2 separate regions of the Arachis hypogaea genome follow, and region 1 is linked to region 2. Evidence: chromatin contacts called from public Hi-C data. All regions are on one chromosome and are shown on one strand. The core of a region is the stretch at or near the end of the contact, and the rest is flanking DNA. Distances in the headings are between cores, read along the strand shown.

Region 1 (6,927 bases), core at 2,532-5,031, 36 kb after region 2:
CTTCGAAATTGTTCTATCCCTTACTTTCAAATGTAATGTCCTTCTCTTTCAATTTCTTTTGTTTTGTATTGTTTAAATTTGTCATTAACGAAGAGTTCTATTCAATGTCAAACAAATGTATGAAATAAATGTTGCGAATAAATAATATAATACAATTCAATTTATCATATGTTAAATAGTTTGTTATTAATATTATATGTATTATTCAATTAAAAGATTAATATAATAAGATATTTAATTAAATTTAGCGATTTATCATTATAATAATAATTATCTCAATAATAAGAGATAAATATTTTATAATTTAATTTAAATTATTCTTAGTCAAAGAATTATTAAAATGAACATTAATAATTTGGATAGATTAATATATTTCATTTATTAAATTTTATATATAGATTGCGCATATAGAGATATGATTATTTAATTGATTCACTCTGAAAATTTTTAATAGTTATAATTACCGTATATTTATCAACGGGATATACTCAAGATGAACATAGTAATACAGTTTTCTTTGACTTGTGATTGTCATAGTAATTAACAATGCATTTATTATACTTTGATTTTGGATATCTAATGTCTTAAGGTACTAGTCGAATGGATATTGGGTATAATTTAAATACTTGTAGAATTAATGATTAGTTAATAAAGAATCCATCAACTTTAGATAAAGAGTTTGAATTCTATGATTATAATAATTGGAATAAATAAACTTTAACCAAAGGGATTGATTGAATGAAAAAATGAACTTCTTAAATCATTTACAGTTCAATATAATAATAGTAACAACTAACAAGTTAGAGTTTGATAATTAAATCATACTCTAAGGATCTTAGATTCTAAGTAAAATTATATTACTTCATACTATCGAATCATTAAGGAGTATTGTTAGATACCAACCTTGATTAATTTACTACCCGCTTAGTATTGAATCTATGAGATCATGCACTAACAAGTATTCTAGTCTTTGCTAAAGAATTATTTAATTATTATTTTGTTATTTAACTAAATAAATAATTATATTGCCAATGAGTTATAATTCAAATGATATAGTCTCTCCATACTCATCTAAGAGGTCGCAGGTTTGAGTCTCTCTATCTTTGATAAAAAAAATTATATTAATTCAAATAAAATATTTTTATTCTTTACTAGGACCAAGAATATAATAATAATAATATGATAATTCATAATATTAAATGAGAATCAAGGATAATTAATTATTATTCTGTTTTTAAATTTAAATTTTAAGTTTGGATAAAATTCTATATATGTCACTACAATATTTTCAGGTTGAGGCAACATTTAAAAAGTGTTGTCTAAAAGTTGACAAAAGGTTGCTTTTGATCTATGGCAACACTTTCGGATCTAAGGCAACGTTTTTGAACGGCGTTACATATGCCGCTGTTGCCTTAGATCAAGGCAACACTTTTTTGTTTCAAAGCAACGCTTTTGAGAGCAACACTTGGTAAGTGTTGCCTTTGGTTGAAAAACAACACTTCAAAGGTGTGTTTGAGACAACACTTTTGTAATGTTATCTTTTCTCTTATATTTTAGCCACTACTAAAAAATGTTTCCTATTTGCAATAAAATTCAACCCTTTTATGTGTTGCTTATAAGTTTGAATTTGTAATAGTTTAAAGTGTTGCCTATTAGTTTTGAATATGCAACCTTTTAAAGCATCGCCTTTTCTTTAGAATATGCAACCTATACAAGTGTTGTCTAATATCAAAATATGCAATTAATAGAAGGGTTGCCTTTTTGGCAAAAATAAATGTTATTTTTATAATAAAAATACAAAAAACAATAAATTTTTTTGTTCATACATGTGTAATTATTTTAATTAATAAATTAAATTTGTGTATAATAGAAAAAATGTATAAAAGAGACAAAATAATTAATAATAAAATTTTAATTAAAATTAGTTAATTATTATAAAATAAAAATAAATACATAATAATACCATACAATAATTTTTAAATAATAAAAATTATTCTTAAACAAAATATATTTATATAATGAACCTTAAGTATTGGAATGATCATAATTTTGAGTATTCATACATCTCACACTAAATTAAGCCTACTCATTAAAATATGCATGAGACTATTTAGAGTTTACTACTAATAAACTACAAAAACCAAAATATTATATCCTATGAAGGTATCTTTTAGTAAATGACATCATTAATCAACCATATGTCTTCAATTTCCAAAACTCCATCTTTGTCAATAAACCATCATGATAAACATCTTAATCTTCAACCAACTTGGGTTGGTCGAGTGGTCAACTCACTCGTTCGCTTAAGCAAGTGTCGGAGGTTCAAATCTTGCCTTGTGCATGTAGCAACCCATTGACCAGAGGCAGACCCTTAAATAGAGCTCTGATCCGCGACGGATTAGTCCTTGGCCTATCGGGTTGAGGAATACCGTAAATAAAAAAAAAACATCTCAATCTTTATTTACATCTCCAAAATTATCTTGCATAATTATATACAAAAATAATTATGATTTGAACCTTTGAACTTGAGTATCTGCATGCAACAATTTTTCTTATATTTACATTATTTTTTATAATTCAACTTTCATTTTTCTCTATTATTTGTATTTTTACTAAATATTTCTAAGTAAAGATCTTTGTTTCCGGCGACCTTTCCAATTCTTGTTTGCCATCTCCCATGTTGGTGATGCCTAATAATAACAATAATAAATTATATAAACTCTATTGATGATGATTACAGAATATAGATTAGATAAATTAAACTTGATTAGAAATCTTGTAACTCCACCATACATTGATGCAAAGGCACTTTTTTAAAGAACTGATTTTGCAGGTTTTCAAATAGCGGGTACGCATCTCTTATTAGATTCACACACGTATAATTCAAAAGTATGGTGTATGGATGTTTTGACATATCTATACCAGAGACTTTCCCAATTTTAAATACTTCAAATCGCACTTTTATATCAGAATGTAACTCAGTGTATTATTGCATATTTTAATTTAGTGAAAGAAAAATAATAGTTGTATATCTAAATCGTGTTTTCTTTGTACATCAAATCTATAGTTTTGACCTATTTTTATCTATTATCATTTTTTTCCACTCTAAAATTAGTTACACTACAAATTTTTATTTTTATTTTTATTTTTTGTGACGGAATAATTAAGCTTCCAAACGCAATTGTTTGGACGTAGAACTTTGAGTCTGTGGGAGTTTTTTTTGGGTATATTAGAGTAGGGGTCTAAGTCTAAAAACAAAAAACAAAATTACATCACTTTTACATCTCTTGAAGTGCTTTTTCCATTAGCACCAGACATTAATTTTGTACTTAATTCAATTGGAGGAAGATTTAAAAACAAAAAGTCTGGAAGTTTACTCAAACTTTGCGTTGCGAGCCAATAAGCACTATTATTTACTTCTCTGTAGATGTGATGAACCTTTATCTCTTGTGGGAGTTTTTTTTTTTTTTGGTAATTGTGGATTTTATTTTTGTTTCGGTTAATTTCGACTATATGTTGTTTTGTAGTTTGGGCCTTTAGTTTTTTATGGAAGGTTGTTATATTGAGAAATGGGTTTCTAGATGGATATTCAGCCCAAAATATATGGATTATGTAAATCTAAACCACAAAAAATGCATTTTCTAAAAGAAAACCACCAAAAATGTATGTCACAATTGGAGTTTCAATTAAACAAAAACGACAGACTTGTCCCTCAGTCCACAAAATTGAAAGCCCAAAAAATGACTTGTCCTTTAACCAAAGCCTGGTTAGGATGACATCATAGAAAAAGCTATTGACTCCTATTGTCTACATTATGGTTTTGAGGCTTACTTGTGTTACATTGTGATGAGACCCGTTGTTGTACTATTTTTTTTTCTAATTGGTCCATAACAATGATCGATTTTTTAAATATTCGTGAGTAGACGAGGCAAAGAATACATCAAAAAAAATTAAGAGAAAGAGAAGTATAATTTGGAAGAAATTGAAATAGATAGATGATATATTTCACAAAATCCTAAAGTTAAAAATTACAGACAAAATAAAAAGAAAGAAAATATAAAGGAATATAAAATATGAAGTGGAAAGAACATTTGAGTGTGATATTTAGAATATTTTGCTAAGTAATTTCAATTTTTTTTATATTAAAATTTTTTATTTATAGAGAATTCTAAAAATTAAACATTACAATTATGTCCAAATAAAAGATACAATATCTATAACCACATATAACTTACGTGTAACTACCACCTATCTATCATTAATCATCCGTTGTCATAATTTATCTGTTAGTTCTTGTAACTACCACCTATCTATCATTAATCATCCGTTGTCATAATTTATCTGTTAGTTCTTGTTGAAGAGTTGTTTTTGCAGTTGAAACTTATTTCAGATTCAATAACTATAATAATAGCTTTTAAAACTGGTTCTTTTTCACACTTAAAGATTAACCGACAAAGCAATACATTTTTGAAAAAGTATAGGGGTCAATGGCCTCAACGTACAATGTGTACAATGGAGGTTTAGGAAGTATTAGAGATATGACCACTAGTGTTACATTGTCCTGTCAGGTTAAGCTTTTGAGATGAGTGGGTTCATGACATCATGACATGGTATTAGAGTTCTAAATCCGAAAGGTTAAGGGTTCGATTCTTGGTGAACTCCAAAATCAACTTAAATTTTTGGGATGTTTATTATCCCTAGTATTCGGATGGTTATTCTGGATAGTATGGGTGATGTTCATTTTATTCATGAACAAAGATTTAGCCTATTGTACACATTATACGCTTAGGCTATTGACTCCCTAGCACTACCCTACATTTTATACACTTGAACTTGATCACGGAAGTTCAAATAATAACTTTACATTTCCTTTTATTTGTCAACACTGATTTGTTGAAAAGTTTATTTTCACTAATAAATATAGTTATGCTTCGACATAATGTCTTATTTTATTGATATCAATAATAATTTGTCAAAAATATTCTTTTTGATATAACATTGGTAATGTAAAGATATGAAAAAAATAATATTCTAAAACGAAAAAACTGATAAAGTAACATTACACTTTATGTTTTAAGGGGGATAATATCTTAGTTCGATTTAGACAATGATCAACTTATAAAAAATAGTTCTTTGGCAAGTCTGATACCTCTTTTTAAAATATGTAGTTCAAGCTAATTTTATTATATATCATTGATACGAAATATATATATATATATATATATATATATATATATATATATATATATATATATATATATATATATATTACTAAATAAATATAGTAGACCTACTTGTGATATATAAAGGATAAGTAAAGTTAATAAGAGATTAAAAAATATAATATAATTTTATGCCTCTTAGAAGTGGTTTACCGAACAACTGATATCTACTAAAGAGTCAAGAGATTAGAACTCGGATCAATATCTGTATTTAAAAAACATAAAAAGGTGATGGAATGAGTTTTATAACTGAAAGGTAACGGACTTCACACTTGATAGCTTGAAACTAGAGAGAATTGAGATTAGAATTCAGAGAGTGGGAGAATGATTTCATTACACAAGAATAAATTACATGAGCGTGTATATATAGTTAGATCTGGTTTACCTGCGGTACTAGTCACAACACTAACTACTATTAGTTACAACTGACATCTGTCCTTATTAACAATAATTAGTTTTTAACTAATTCTCTTTCATCCCCCTCAAATTCAGGCTGCTAAAACTTTGCATCTTGAGTGTCTCTAAATTCCAAGAACTTATTCGAATACACAGCTTTAGTCATAATGTTTGCAACTTGTAAGTCACCTGGAACTCGAAGAGTCCCCTTGGCAATATAGTCTCTAAGAAAATAAACATCCATTTTAAAGTATTTTAAATGAGAGTGCTTAACCAAATTGGCTGCCAGGAGTATTGCTCTCTGATTGTCACACTGAATCACTGGTACTGGTATGCTTATGTTGATTTCAAGCGTAAGCTTTTTGATTGCCAATAGTTTAGTAACAAGATTACAAACTCCTCTGTATTCAACTTCGGTACTAGAACGAAAAACTGAAGTTTGCTTCTTTGATGACCAAGAAATGAGATTCGGACCCATATAGATACAGAAATCTGCCGTGAATTTTTTGTCTTCCACATCAAACGCCAGTCTGAATCGGTATACCCTAAAATGCTAAAATCTGAGGCCTTTTGGAGATGCAGTTCCAAGGTGTTGATACCTTGTAGATACCCGTAGAATATGCTTGAAAACTTTCCAATGAATTCAGTTGGCGCTTGTATAAATTGACACACTTTGTTAATTGCAAAATCCAATTCAAACCGAGTAAATATGATATATTGTAGACTGCCAATGATGGATCTATAGAGACTACGATCCTCACAAGGTTCACCATTAGTGGAGGTTAATCTAAAAGTTGATGGTATAGGTGTTGGTAATGGCCTGCAATCTTATAAACCAACTTTCTTTATCACATCAAGAATATACTTAGATTGTGTGAGTAAGAGACCATCAAAGATTGGCCTCACTTCAATCCCTAAGAAATAATGAAGATCTCCCAAATCTTTGAGTGAAAAGCAAGCATTTAAGCTCTTAACCAAGTCTGAAATGACAACAGTTAAGCTACCCGTTATGATAATGTCATCCACATACACAAGTAAGAAAATTGTGGAGTTACCTTCGGTTCTGTGAAAAAGAGAAGCATCTGATTTGGTAGCTGCAAAACCAAGGCTAACAAGAGAGCTAGTGAGCTTAGTGAACCATCTTCTGGGCGCCTGCTTCAGCCCATACAAGGATCGAATTAGTTCGCACACCATTTTATCATTTTCAGCTTCATATCCAAACAGCTGCTTCATGTAAACTTCTTCCTGCAACTCCCCATTAAAAAACGCATTATTAACATCAATTTGTTTGATTGGCCAGCCCTTTGAC
Region 2 (6,023 bases), core at 2,377-4,876:
GTCCAAGCCGGAGGCTTCCAATATCTAAAAGAAGGATGGCATTTTTTTTAAGATAATTTTATTGAATAGGGCTGCACAAATATTGAATTATTGATGGTATAGAACATTACATTATATAAACTAAACCTACAATTCTAGACAAATGAAATCTATATAGCAAATAATAATTCCAAATCTTCTTACTACAATACAACATCACACTATTAATCGTACAAGAAAAACAACCAGCAGAATTCCTATATTTGAGTTTGGAGAAAGTCTTATCGTTTCTTTTTTTCTGCTGTACAAATGTAAACAGAAACTAAGTGCCTGGGAAAAAAAAAGACAAACAAAATTGAGGATGCTAACGGCCTCAAAAGTTAAAATTAAGAGTTAATACTTAATTTGGTCTTTGAATTTACATATGAATTTTAAAATTTGAATTGTTTTTATTTAATTTTCAAACTTTATAAATATGACTTATATTAGTCATTAAGACAATTTTCGTCACACAAACACTAATGAAACACTGACATAGAAAGTCAGATGCCACGCTGAAACATATAAAATGATGCAGCTTTGATTTTGGCGTTCGAATAGCTCAAAAACGACGTTATATCACGAGAAAAATTTCAATAAACACCACTTACGATGTTGTTTACGGACTATTTAAGTGTCAAAATAAAAATACCGTTGTTTTACAGAATCCAATGTGACATTCGACTATCTACATCAGTGTTCTATTAATGTTTATGTGTCAAAAATTGTTTTCGCGACTCACATAAGTTATATTCGTAAAGTTTGGAGATTAAATAGAGACAATTAGAATTTTAGACACTAAATTAAAGTTCGCTTGTAAATTTAAGGTATAAATTAAATATTATCTCCAAATCTAAAAAGAAGAGACATATACCTCCAATTTAAAAATTTAGTTTGTGAAAAACAAAAGTGCTCAATAAAGCAGAAAAGTTGGTCCTCATCAAGTTGGTTATTAATAGTCTACCTATCTACTATTTAAGTTTGTATAAGATGCTAGTTGCGGTGGCGAAAAAAATAATCTCATTGCAAAAGATGTTCTTTCAGGGAAGAACGATGGACGACCTGGAGTGGCTCTTGTAAAATGGGAGTTGGTTCAGGCACCGAAAAAGTTAGGAGGTTTGGATGTGGGAGATGTGATGGTTTGTAATACCGTCTTATTGTTTAAATGGTGATGGAGGTTTTTAAAGAAGATTGTCCGCTATGAAAGAAGATTGTGTGCTCATGCAATAATTTAAATTCTGGGTAGTTATTGTCAACTCAAGCATTACCAGTAAAAAGGAACCCATGAAGAGATATATGCCAACTGCAAATAAAAGAGTAACATGTCAGAGAAAAGATAATTGACGGACTTGCTATGGAAGTAGAGGATGGTAGATTAACCAGATTTTAGGAGGATACATGGTTACGAGAAGAAAAGTTGAAAGACTCCTTTTCGAAACTCTTCTTGATTTCAAATAATAAAAGATCTGTAACTGGAGACTGTGAATTTTGGAATGGGATAGAGTGAGTTTGAAACTTCCAATGAAGGAAGGAACTCCGCCAATGGGAGACAAAAAATTTGAATCAATTGCTTGATATCTTGCAAGTTGTGAGATTGATAGTAAGAGTACAAGATAGAGTGGTATAAAAATTTGACAAAAAAAATATTTATACTACTAACTCATTTGTGTAAGTATTACAGGAAGAGACCTCAACGGATCATAATATTAGACACAAAACAAGTGGAATCTAGAAATGACTAGTTCTCCTTCGAGTTGAGTTGTTTACTAAGTTTGTGCTAGTAGGCTGGGTTAATACAAAGGATCGATTGAGTAGATTGGGTATCATTGAACAGAGTGATAATATTTTTGTGATGTATAATAAGGAAGTTGAATCTGTGCAATATTTGTTTGTTACTTGTGAGTATGCTTGGCTGGTGTGGTGCACATGGATTACTGATGTGGAACGTGCTTGGAGCATCCCAGGTACAATAGAAGAACATTTTAAAAATTGGAGGACATTGCCTTTAAAAAAAGACTTTCGCAAAAAATAGTTAGTTGGCTTCTTTTCAATTATATGGAATATCTAGATACGTAGAAATGAAGTCATCTTTCAAAACAAGGCAATGGATGTGGTAGATTATGTTGTTAGGTTGTTTTGTTGTTCTAAAGAATGGTGTGATAGCTAACTCATATTGTTGATGGCTATGTTAGTAGGGATGGCAATACTACCCAAACCCGCGGGTACCCACCCTGTCCCTACCCGCTTGGGGCGGGTTCTTGGGCGGGACGGGTTTAGGTTAAACCCGCCCCTACCTGCCTCGGTATATATAATATATATAAAAAAATTAGTAAAATGATTAATCATATTGTATTATATTTAAATTTTTATTTTAATTTATGTTATGTTTATAATGATGGTTATATAAATTTTAAAATTTAATTTTATTTGTTAGATTTTAATAATTATAGGAGCGAGTAGGAGATGGGTACCAGCAGGGACGAAACAGTGTTTAACATTTTACTACTGCAGGTAGAGGCGAGGTGGATTCAATGGGAGTTATTGTAGGGCGGGACAGGGTCGGATAGGGCAAAAACCCGTTCCTACCCGTCCCATTGCCACTCCTATATATCGGAGATGACATAAGAGTTGCTCTGGTTTTTTTTTTTTTTGACAATTATATGCTCCACTTTGTGTATTAAACTTATTCTTTCTTTCAAAAAAAAATTATGCCTCCTCTTTTTTTTGGTACCTTTCTTTAAATTTTGGATATTGTTTTTTTTTTGTTGGACTTGATATTGTTGTTAAAGTAACTGGTATTCCCTAATATCAGACCCACGGACCATGTGAGCCCAACCCATTTAATCACCATACACATACTCATACAAATTACACAACACAATATAGGTCAAGAAACATGTCACGAAAACCAAAGGTCTAAAAATTAGCCTACCAAAAAAAAAAAAGGCTCCAGAAAAGAAAGACATGCGAATTCGTAAATAGATTAAATGGGTCACCAAAAAAAACATTTAATTTTATGTACTCTCAAATATTATAATTAACTTTACAGAGTTGCAACATAACCAAATAATTTTAATAACTAAATTTAATTAAATCAATTTAATAAGTTATTGACACAATTAAAAATCATATAAATGAATTAATTAAATTTAATTATAAAAATAACTTATTTATCCTATTTTTTTATACATAACTACTAAAAAGAACATAATAATAATTAGGTTTTAAATTTATTATATAAAAAATTATTGAAATACATCCATCTAATTAAATAATTTTAAAAAATTCTTTATGTTTCGTTAAAATTAAACTCTAAATATTTAAGATTTGTTTGGATGTTATGATCATTTTTAAAAAAAATTTATAAAAAATAAAAATAATTTTATGTTTAAATATTTTATATAAAAAAATTATTTATTTATTAATTATATTTTGATAAAATAAAATAAAAATATTTATTTATTTATTATATAAATTAAGAAAAACCTTTTTAAAAAAAATATAAATTATAACTTTTAAAAAATATATATTTTTAAATATTTTTATTTTTTATTGTTAAAATCTATCAAATACATTAAATAAAATCTTTTTTTATGAATTTAATAGCTACCAAACAAACATTTAAAAAACATAAACATACGATTACAGGGAGCCTTCGACCGTAGATTCTGTTGCAAAAAAGTTCGAGAAACAACTCAAATAAAAACTCATCCCGGTAACAGCACAGTCCAGAATTCAGAGAAAGAAAGAGATTAATGGCGACACTTGATTCCGATGTTCCTATGGTCCCCGCCGGCGAGCCCTCCAGCAGCGCCGCCGGCCCTTCCACCAAGAAGCCCAAGCGCTTCGAGATCAAGAAGTGGAACGCCGTTGCTCTATGGGCTTGGGGTTCGTTTTCCTTAAACCCTAACTTTTCCTTTTTTTTTGTACGTTTATCTCGCACTTTGAAATTATCAATATCAAGCGCATCTGTTATTGGTTGCAGATATTGTTGTGGATAACTGTGCCATCTGCAGGAACCACATCATGGATCTCTGTAAGTTTCTTCTTTCACTTCAACTACTTCGATTTATGATCTTTCACTTTTAAAATATTTTTGTTTGGTGGTTTTAGGTATCGAGTGCCAAGCTAATCAAGCTAGTGCCACTAGCGAGGAATGCACTGTGGCTTGGGGTAATGTTTCCGTACCATACTCTCATCTTGTTCTTCCTGTTTTAAACATTAATTGCTGATTCAGTGTGAAATAATGTTTTCTCCGCTCATCTTAGGGTTTATGTTAGATTAGATTGAGTGAATCTTATCATACAAATAAGCTAGTGTTCAGTTAGTTTGGTTAGTTTTGTAAGTTTATACCTAAGCTGATACAGTGATGTGTCATGAATATTCCTCAAATCGAATTAACTGAAGTAGTTTTCGGAATTGAAATGCCAAGGAAAAAGAAACAGCTTTTGATTTTTGATACAGTGATGTGTCATGAATATTCCTCAAATTTAATTCTGGTGTTTTCGTTTAAGTCCAAAGGTGTGGATTGTGATGGCCACTTAGGCTGGGATGTAAGCTTTACTGAGTTAGTCTTCAAAATACTTGTTCTTCCTCTATTTTATTTATTTGACTGAAGTAATTCATCCTTTGGTGCATCGATATTGAGTGCATATACATTCAAAGATTTCATTTAAAAGAAATAAACTTGTATCTCTTTATAGGAAGTTAGGAACTGATATTATCAGTGACATCTCTAAAGTTGAACAATAAACATATTGGCATGTTTTATGGAAAGTACATTGCATTTTTCTGACCTTCCAACCGATGGCAATAGTAACAATTGTTACTGAGGAATCATAGTTGTATGTTGTTTTTTTATCAAGGTATGCAATGCATACCATATCCTCTATCATTCTACTGGTATGAGATAACGGCTTTGAATGGTTGATAATTTATCATTCATCTTTTTCCCGAAAAATAAAAAGAAAGTCATCATTCATCTTTAAAGTTTGAACCAAAATATCAAATTTTCTATTTCAAATGCATTTTGAGGTTAGTTGCATGTCCTTGATCCGTGGAGCTATGGCTTGGAGCCTTAGACTATGAGAAATTGAGAATTGACTGTTTTGATTGCCTTTCTATGCTTGTCCATTGGTTTCTTTACCTTCTACAAGTTATGATTATTATTGTGCAGATGCACCAGTTATTTTTTAACAGATTTTTGCTTTTAAAGTATTTCTCTTCTGAGGTATAATCTCGCAGTTTGCTAACTGTGGATGTACTTTTTGGCTATGCAATTTGATTGGATATACCTCCGCAAAAATATTATGCCTTAGAGTTTTTTCTCCCATCTTTTGGGTCGAACAATCAGGGTTTTATAGAATTATTGATGGGCCATTCTGTATCACGTTTGTCTGTCTAGTCGGTTATTGTTCTGCTTAGCATATGAAGAGTTACTCGTAATGTTGCTTGCTCTGGCTTTAACTCTCACTTTATACAGGGGTTTGTAACCATGCTTTTCACTTCCATTGCATTAGTCGATGGCTCAAGACTCGTCAAGTATGTCCTCTAGGTATGTGGGCCTAACTATTTTTACCCTATATGTTTGTGCTGCTATGGAACTCAAAAACTGCACCTCTTGCTGAATGCTGACCTTATCTTTCTGTTCTGGTACAGATAACAGTGAGTGGGAATTTCAGAAATATGGTCACTAGAAGCCTTGTCATGCTTGAGTTCCATGGACATATATGGACCATCTATCCTTAGTTTTTGAATATTTACATCTCCTGTCTGCTATTTTATTTTGCTTGTTCACTTGATATATTATCTCAAGAAAGCCATTTGTCTAATGGAATTTGGTCTACTTGGACGGATAAGCATGTAAAGCTGATTGATGTGAGTAATGCTATAGTGCATTATACCTTTCAATGAAGAGGGAAGATTGCTTCTTTTATAATAGAAAAAGTTGCAAATAATAATAATAATAATAATAATAATAATAATAATAATAATAATAATAATAA

Evidence for each region. Hi-C and Micro-C count contacts between places; a contact is called where the count stands out from the background.
Region 1: a Hi-C map of an unstated tissue shows a contact between it and region 2, with 2.8 times the contacts expected there. The contact joins the enhancer-like site here to the promoter of LOC112789617 in region 2. A contact is called at or near these places in 2 of 8 Hi-C or Micro-C datasets (leaf and an unstated tissue).

What each region holds. Positions count from the first base shown.
Region 1 is chr3:14,168,955-14,175,881 of arahy.Tifrunner.gnm2.J5K5, forward strand. No RefSeq gene overlaps it. Among protein-coding and RNA genes, the nearest start is that of LOC112769680, 11 kb to the right of the region's middle. Within about 2 kb of position 3,782, at least 3 of the 3 cell types and tissues checked have open chromatin away from gene starts, as enhancers often do.
Region 2 is chr3:14,133,547-14,139,569 of arahy.Tifrunner.gnm2.J5K5, forward strand. LOC112789617 (RING-box protein 1a) reads left to right here and starts at 3,627. Exons shown (of 5, transcript XM_025831581.2): 1 at 3,627-3,906; 2 at 4,004-4,054; 3 at 4,132-4,191; 4 at 5,501-5,572; 5 at 5,677-5,964. The coding sequence starts at 3,774. The coding sequence ends at 5,714.